Linked DNA regions of Zea mays: region 1 is linked to region 2. A link is a contact called in public Hi-C data. All regions are on one chromosome and are shown on one strand. Each heading gives the region's core, a stretch centred on a gene start, on an enhancer-like site or on the middle of the called end of the contact. The rest is flanking DNA. Distances are from core to core; before and after follow the strand shown. Region 1 has its middle 6.5 kb from the start of LOC103647036. Region 2 holds the start of LOC100276786.

Region 1 (4,127 bases), core at 831-3,330, 130 kb before region 2:
ATTACTATTGTGGTTTCTACCTGCGAGGTGTGGTAATTAGGTGTGTTGTACGTTGTATACGTGCTGCACCTTCGTAATAAGAAGGTTGTGGAATCAAGTGGTGGTAAAACAATGTTCTTATGTGGTTAAACAGTTTGATATTATTTTACTTGTTGAGATGTGTCATCTCACTCTTGCATTACTCAATGCAGGTACTTGATACATGTTGGGAATGAGGGGAGTAGCAGCACGTCCACTTTCACTCTCACAATAACGCTGGCCAGGCGCAGCCATGATTTAATTAGAAACTTATTGTCAAAGGAAGTTTGTTTTTTTATATAGTCGTGCGCACTGGTTAATTCAGTTCAGGTCGTATGTTTATCTTCCCTTGCTAGCCGATTAATAATACTTAGTATGTTTTTGTCATGATATATGTTTATACACTGTTGCCCCCTAATTTATGCAATCTTGCAAAGGGGATGCTACTGAAATTTAATATATGGACATCGAAAGTGTAGTTCAGTAGCATTCTGGGTTGTTTGTGGAACCCGGGGTGTTACAAGAGTAGCGTGTACCCTCCGTGGCAAGAGGCTGGACGGTGGAGTATATGTGCTCTCGGTTGGCGTGAACCGATTCTGGTCTTAAGAAACCCGATGGCGAGTTGACATATGCAAGTGTTAAGTGCTACATATGTTGTGTGGTTGGAGATCCCCAGCTGGGTATTAGTCGATTCGGATCGCCGTTACTTCTCGGACATGAAGACTTGGTCACTGCCTGTAATACCCAAATTATGAAGCTTATAAAGAGTTGATCTTTTTATGTGATTTGCCATCTACCTTTGAAACATGTGACTAATCATGTTTAAAAATGAGTAAATCTGCACTAAAACACAAATAAACCATTGCATCATATTGGAGTTTGTTTGTGCATTTAATACAATAATAATATGAATAGAAATATAATAATAATGAGGTGAAGATTTGAAGAAAAGGGGAGAAAAGAAAAAGAGAGTATAAAATATAAAGAAAATTCATATAATTCCAAAATTAGTACTTTTAAGGTCTTAATATAATTTGAGGATAAAATTGGTACAAGGTTTGAATTTAGATTTGAATTCAAATTGAATTTGGGAATAGAGAAAAGAAATTAGAAAACATAAAAGAAAACGAAAAGAAAACTGCACTGGGCCAACACCACCAATTCTGGCCCACCTAACCCCTCCACTGCTTCGCGGGCCCATCAGCCAAACGGACGCGCCGACACGGAGGCCCGGCCTGTCAGTCTTCCCACACGCGCACGTTGGTGGACTGCTCGGACACTGCCAACACGACCCCACCTTGTCAGCCTCTTTCCAGTCTACCAATCGCGCGCGCTCGTCTGTGACACTCACACGTGGGACCATCTTGTCAGCGGGACTTACATCACGCACAAACGTCGCTGTGGACTGGGCCCCACTCGCCAGACTAACGGTCGCACGCCCGCCGACTCCCTTTGTGTTTCGCTGTCAGCTAGGACCCACGACCCTGTTCCTCTTCCTCGCCGGGCTTCACGGGCGAGTCGTTGAGCTCGCGACATCCCCGCTCACCACGACTGCGTCCCATCTGGGCTTCAAAAGCGGACCGAAGACCGTCCTTGCCTCTCCCCTTCGACTCCTCTCCTTGCCCCTCTTCTTTCCGTCGCCACCAGTGAAAGGGTCGCGAGAGTTCGCCGCCGTGGATCCTTGCCCTCGCCGTCGCTCGAGGCCTCAGAAGGGGTCGGGGCCATCGCAAGGGTGCCCCGTGCACGCGGGTGGGTGCTATCGGCATCTGGAAGGGCGTACTACCGGGGAATCGCTCGTCGGAATTCAATGGCCGTGCCGAGTCTCTGTTCACTGTGGACCGGACTCCTGTGCGCGCCATCCTCGGTGATTTGTGGCTTCCCCGTTTTGGTCGGTTCAGTGTTACATGTTGCAACCGGTAGATTGGAGATTACTGCGATAGAGCGGGTGATCGCGGTTGTTGACAAATGGCGCCGCCGTGGCCTGCGTCTTCTCCAGTGACCCTTTGAGCCGTTGAGGGGAATAGGGATGGGAGCCTATGTCAGCCGTCGGATCCGTGAGCGAGGGTGGAGATTAGAATGAGCACGTACCCCTTCGCGGAGTTTATCTCGGCGGTCGGTTCACGGTCGGACGACTAGGTGGAATTGGGATGCGATGAACCTGTGACAGTAGATCTTGGATCCTGTGGCCAGGAACGCGTACCGCTTCGCTGGCAGTTCGATCTAATCCGCACCATCCGCGCAAGACCCAACGACCAGATTTAGACGATACCCTTTCGCCCTGGCATATTTTCGTAAGAGATCCTGGGGATTTCAGGAATAAACCCGCAGTCCATCCCAGGCGCTCCCTGAGTCTGGGAAAAATTTCTGGTTCTGCCCCGGTGGTTCTCTGTATTTAGTGCTCGGCCCACAGAACAAAGAAATTAGATAAATACTTATAGAAATTGATTTTTAGTACACAAATAAATTAATAAACTTGTGAAATTCATATTTAATCCATCCTAGCTCCAAATTAATTCATTCTAGCGACATTTGTTTGGTAATAATATTGTCTATCAACTAGTAGCTCTGTTTAATCATGAAACTTGAAGTAAATTATTCCCATGAATTATGCTATTCTAGGTACTCAATAACTTCGGAAATTCATAACTTAATAACCGTAGATCCAAATTTAGTGATTCTTGTTCATATGATCTCGTTACACAACGTAGAATATTATCATGCATTATGTTCTATTGTTTGGTGTGATGTTAATTTTTGCTATACTATGTATGTTTGTATTGATGCGAGTAGACGAGCAAGCCGCAGAGGATACAGGGGTTTAGCTGGTGGAGACTGCTGAGCAGGAGCTCGTTGAAGGTAAGTTGTGCCCTTGATCACTTCCTTTTACCCAATCATGTTCTTATTAATCTTAATGATCTGCATAGGTTAATTTTGATGGGATCCAGTAGGTTACCCCAGTTTTGGCTATCTTTATACCTTGTTTTACCACTGAATATTTTTGGGTAGTATATGCTATTGCTTTATGTGGTTTTGGGTATAGAGATATACATCACTCATGATTACACTTTTTATTATCAGTTTATTATTATTGTTCATGATAAGATCATTATGTTAATGGGAACATGGAGAACCACCCGGGAAAACAGTGCTACCACAAGGGTGGTATGGGACGTCCTTGGCCGATTAACTAGGAAAGCTAGTGGATGACTACCTTACTCGATAGGGACAAGGGCAGTAGGGCAGTGGTCAGTGTAGGGAGGTCCTTGGGTTGATTTTGCTGCAATGGTGGTCAGGCGAGGGATCCCTGCACTGGAGCTTCCTAGAAACTGTAACAGGTTTTCTAAAGCTAGTGGAACTTTGTAAAGGCCTCGTAGTGGTACCCTGCCTCGCTTCCTTGGTAGAGGTGTATGGGGTCCAATCAACCCCGTGGTAAATGGGTAACACGACTTGTGGGTAAAGATGTGCAACCTCTATAGAGTGTAAAACCGGTGTGCTAGCCATGTGTCACACCCGGGCTTTAAGGGACAAAGCCAAGTGCATGTCATACATGCGCCAAGAAGACAACATATATAATAATAGAGTGTATAGAGGTAAATGTCACAATAATCAGAGTACTTATTACATAGCAGAAGTCTTATTACAAAATAAAAGATAAATATAAAATGAACTAAGGATTGTCCTTGGCGCAGAAGTCAACTGGGGAAACGCCACCTAGATCAGATCAAACCCTCGCCTTGTGGCTCCTCCTGGACCACCTGTTCTTCTCCTGTGGGGGGTGTGAGACAGCAAGGGTGAGCTCACACATGATCATAGCTCAACAAGTTGTGGGGAACCAGTGGGCATGAACTCACCAAAGGTGGGAGTTCATGTGATGTGTAAGGCTAATTAATGACAGGGGGTTAAAGCTGAGCATTGCTTTTAAGTAGTTGGTCAAAATTTTATTAGCAGTTACTAAATGTAAATAAATACCAAACCTTAAGTAAAGTAATAGAACAAAATTAATACATAATCCCATGCAATGCAAATGACAAATTAAATTTAAGTTCCATAAATTAATCATCGGAGAGTCCTGAGCTGCTCATGACCGTGAGCTCGGCTAGTATACCAGT
Region 2 (4,253 bases), core at 112-2,611:
ACCTTAACCCTACATAAAGCTAGTCCACTACAGCCAAACAGGACAATTGTTGAGTATGTTGATGTGTACTCACCCTTTACACACCAAACCCCCAGGTTGTCCACATTTCAACCACTGCTCAGGAGAAGATGAAGTCGTGGTGGAGGATTTACAGGAGTTCCAAGAGTACGATGAGTTCTAGTCGGCAAACCCCTAGTCGGCTGCCTGTGAAGGCCGTGTTTAGCTACATTTCATTTTTTGCACTTTGATAATTGTTAATGACTATGTGGATGTCTCGGATATCATGATGTAATCAGACTATTACCCTCTTTTATGTTATTATTTGAGCACTGCGTGATGAGGTCCGGTTATGTAACTGTTGTGTACGTGAATTGCTGATCCTGACACGTACATGGTTCGCATTCGGTTTGCCTTCTAAAACCGGGTGTGACATCGGGGCATGGCGGCTCGACCGGGGTCGGCGTGGGCGCGGCTGGAGGAAGGGGAAGAGGCCGGGTGGGCCCCGCCCGTAAGAGAGAGAGGGGAGGGGGGGTTGGGCTGCCTTGTGGGCTGGTTCGGTCGGTTAGATTATGATTTCGTTTTTTTATATGTCCAATAAGAATATAGATAAATATATTTTTAAATATGTCCAAAAATCATAATAATTACACAAAAAATATTTATAATTAAAATATTTATTTTTGACCAAAGTTTCTATATTAATTAATTGAGTTTTCATAAAAGAAATTTTATGAATCAAATCATCAATCAATCATCATGAGCAAACAAAAATCATTCTCTAAAGATAAATTAAATCAAATACTTGATTTAAATTTTTACTTTACTTTCTATTAAGTTTTAAATGACTATTAATGTATTATTTTAATCGATGAATTTGATGTGTGTTATACGGTTGTTGGGTGCGGTCCAGAGGTGACTGGAGGTAACTATTAGAAGGCTTGAGCTCCCAATATCCCCTATATATACACACACGACTTGTACGATCCAAATGTTTTTTCACAATGAGTTAAGAACTTTAAAAATAAATAAAAATAGAGTAATATTCTAATATAATTTGATTTTTAATTTTTAAGTAAAATATAGAGCTCATTACCCCGTAATCACCGCTCTATATCAGCTACGCTATGCAACTCCACGTTGTAAGTTCCTGCGTCTAATATAAAGTACTTTTTCCGAAAAAAAAAAACTAAAAAACAAAAAGAGTCGGGCCAGGGCGCCACACGCCCACAGGTTTTGCCTACCGCCGTTTCTGACACGTAGGACCATGTTTTTCGCCCCGCATGTCAGAGAGAGCGGTCGGGCGGTACCCCGGATACACGCGGCGCGGCGCGTCGCTTTCAGTTCGTGCTCCAGCCTTTTCGTATAGTTTAATGGTTTTCTAGTCGTCCGTCCTCCTCGGTTCTGGCTGCCAACCCCAAGAACTGCCTTGCCTAGTGCCTACTGCCTAGGGAAGGACCGAAGGAGAGGTGCGCGGCTGGTGGCGTGCGAGTGGCAGCGGCGCCGCGGGACTCTTCTCCTCGCCGCTCGCCTGCTGGGTGCGCCATCCCTCGACGGTGAGCTTGTCTAGCCGCTTCCTTTTTGGGACATGGTGTGTTATACTATTGTGTCTAGCTGCCGTTGCGGTTAGGCCAATGTGCTGTTCCTGGTGTGGGGGGAGACCATGGATGGAATAGGCCTTGGTGGAATAGTGGGCGATTCTTGCTCCGTTGGTAGGCTGTTTGATTCTAGGACTCCTGCCATCGGCGCAGATTCGTTCTTGTTCATCATAGGGGTCGCGGTAATCGATAGATGGTGGAGTTCGTTCTTCACCTTTGATTGAAGCTCCGCCGAGTCTCAATTATATAGGGCTTAGTATGGCATCAGTATGGGATCTATTGGGCGCTAGGCGAAGAAATGATTTCCTGGTCGTATTGGCTCTGCAATTTTGCCTTGTTCATTAGAATGGACATATCCTATTATCCCAATGTGAATATGATGCTTGCTGCATCGGTGTTATCCTAAAATCATTATTAGATACAGATAGCTCTTTCAGAAGGAATCCTTGTCTTGGATGAGGTGAAGAAGAGCTCCCTATTCCTTTGTATGTTCACTATCTGGTTACCCATTTAGGCGGCCAGTTTGTTGTCAACAAACCCATTGCTGAAGCACGAAAATACTGCCACTAGCTATAGCTATCACCGCACTAATTTTATGGAATTTTTTAGATACTGAAGTCACTCACCTACTCCCTTGGTCCCACAAAGAATACGATTGTAGGACCTGACATGGATACCAATTATGGATGTGAAATTGCAATAATACATTTGGAAAATCTCAATCCCATTCCAGACTCTTCGTCCTCAGAAGGTTCCCGACTGCGTCCCATAGCTACCTCATCATCCTTGCCCTGAGTACCACCGCTCGCTCGCTTGGATCCGATTCCAAGCTTCCTCGTCTTCAGGTGGTTTCTGGCTGCTTTGTGGCCCTTCCCATGCCGTGGTATCCCCACACGCGCCACCACCTTCTAGCATCCACACGCCTCTCCATCACGGCATCGAACTCCCTGCTCCTCCACGTTAGTGCAAGGAGAGGTGAATGATGGCTGCTGGAACAAGCACTCCACGTGACCACACACCACCACTCCTCTCCGAATGCTTGGATGGCATCCGCAGTAGGGGCTTGAGGGAGGTCGACGATGCTGCCAAGGGCCGTGGCCATGACTGGGGCAGGGAGCTTGGCATGGGCGGGCTCACAGCGCGTGAGGATAGAGTTTCTTCCCTGCGTCTTGGAGCAGGAAGTTCTCACCGGAATCTCAGGAAGATGTGGGAGAGCAGGTGCATCGTGTACACTGCACAGTTGGAGAATGGGGTGGTGAACGAGTGGACGAGATGCTTATGGTTCTGGGCGTCCGTTGAGGAGGTGTGCGGCTGATTTTTTAGCGGATCCACAAGCTGGTGATGACAGAATGCCTACGGTTGCACTTAATTTGGGACAAAATTTGAACCATACAATTGCTGGTTTTTTTTTGGGTCGGAGGGACTACTCTAGGGCTCAGTGTTATATCAAAATGGCATCTTTGAAGGCTAGGTGAACAAATGGTTCTCTTATATAAGTCAATAGTCAATACAGCTGATTTGGTGTGGATTCATGTTTGCCCTGTGTATATTAGTACATAAGTGTCCTGTTACCCCAATCAAGGCCTCTGTTTCAAAGGCGTAGTGTAGGTGTCCGGGCAGATCCAGCTCTCCTTGAGGGGGTCTTGTTACGCCTTGCGCTTAGGCGATAAGTGTACCCAGCTTGCCCTGGGGGGGGGTCGCCTTGTCGCCTATGAAGATCCTGGCTGAATTTGTTCTTTCTAAAATCTGATGCTTGATGCCTCGGGTGAGGAGCAGAACAGTACTCATACATATTTTTGTTTAGACAATTTCCCACTTTAGCATTGGGTTCCAGTTTGCTGCCAGTAAACCTGCTGCTGAAGTATGACAAGACTTCGCTAGCTGATCAGTACACTGCCAAGTCCAGCTACCATCGGTTCTTCACCCATACTATTTCCTTTCAGCCTTGCAGGCGTATTTGGAAGATCTGGGCGCCGTTGGAGACTTGGAGTGCAAGTTCTTTCTCTGGATGGCGGCACACGAGCGGTGCTGGACGTCAGGCCGCGTGGCTCACCATGGACTGCCTGTCTGCCCCCACCCTCCACGCTGCCCTTTATGTGACCAGGAGACGGGCGGGCCCCATTCAATTCAAGGGTATTAAAATGAATACCCATTATTTGTATAAAAAATAAATATATACATATATATAGTATATATATACATGGAAAATAGGAAATAAATCAAATAAATGAAGGAATATTTTTAACTTGGACCAAATATCTCCTTCCCGTCTCCCATACCTAACCAGCCCAATAGAATGTCGTGGCCCATGAGACTCAACAGAGCGACAAAGTCCACCTCAGTACCTCACGGGAAAAAAAATCCCCAAACCCTATTGTAGTCGCACCATGATAGAGCCACCATAGCGCTAACTGCCAAGTCGTGGTCGCGTCTTGCTGCCCTCGCGTGCCCGCATGGAGACACGAGCACCTCTGTCGCCCCACCGCGGCTTTGTGGTGCCACTAGGTGCCCATACCTGACTGGCTAACTGTCGCTGCGTCGCACTTGGCCTTGTTGTTGAGTCGCCCGTCATCCGAGGCTTCGATCCACCGCAGTCAGGGTGCCACCGCGTGCCAAGACAGACCCCTAGGGGGCAGGGTCCGTGCCAATGTCCAAGCC

What was found. Hi-C and Micro-C count contacts between places; a contact is called where the count stands out from the background.
Region 1: a Hi-C map of endosperm shows a contact between it and region 2, with 6 times the contacts expected there. The contact joins the enhancer-like site here to the promoter of LOC100276786 in region 2. A contact is called at or near these places in 4 of 25 Hi-C or Micro-C datasets (bundle sheath, endosperm, leaf and 1 more).

Annotation. Positions count from the first base shown.
Region 1 is chr2:144,013,959-144,018,085 of Zm-B73-REFERENCE-NAM-5.0, reverse strand. No RefSeq gene overlaps it. Among protein-coding and RNA genes, the nearest start is that of LOC103647036, 6.5 kb to the left of the region's middle. Within about 2 kb of position 2,080, at least 19 of the 20 cell types and tissues checked have an H3K27ac peak or open chromatin away from gene starts, as enhancers often do. A contact at or near this core is called in bundle sheath, endosperm, leaf and 1 more, where this site is marked.
Region 2 is chr2:143,880,527-143,884,779 of Zm-B73-REFERENCE-NAM-5.0, reverse strand. LOC100276786 reads left to right here and starts at 1,361. Exons shown (of 3, transcript NM_001150497.2): 1 at 1,361-1,553. It overlaps LOC111590831, which reads right to left and starts at 3,748. Exons shown (of 2, transcript XM_023301651.2): 1 at 3,526-3,748; 2 at 1,431-1,558. The coding sequence starts at 3,748. The coding sequence ends at 1,431.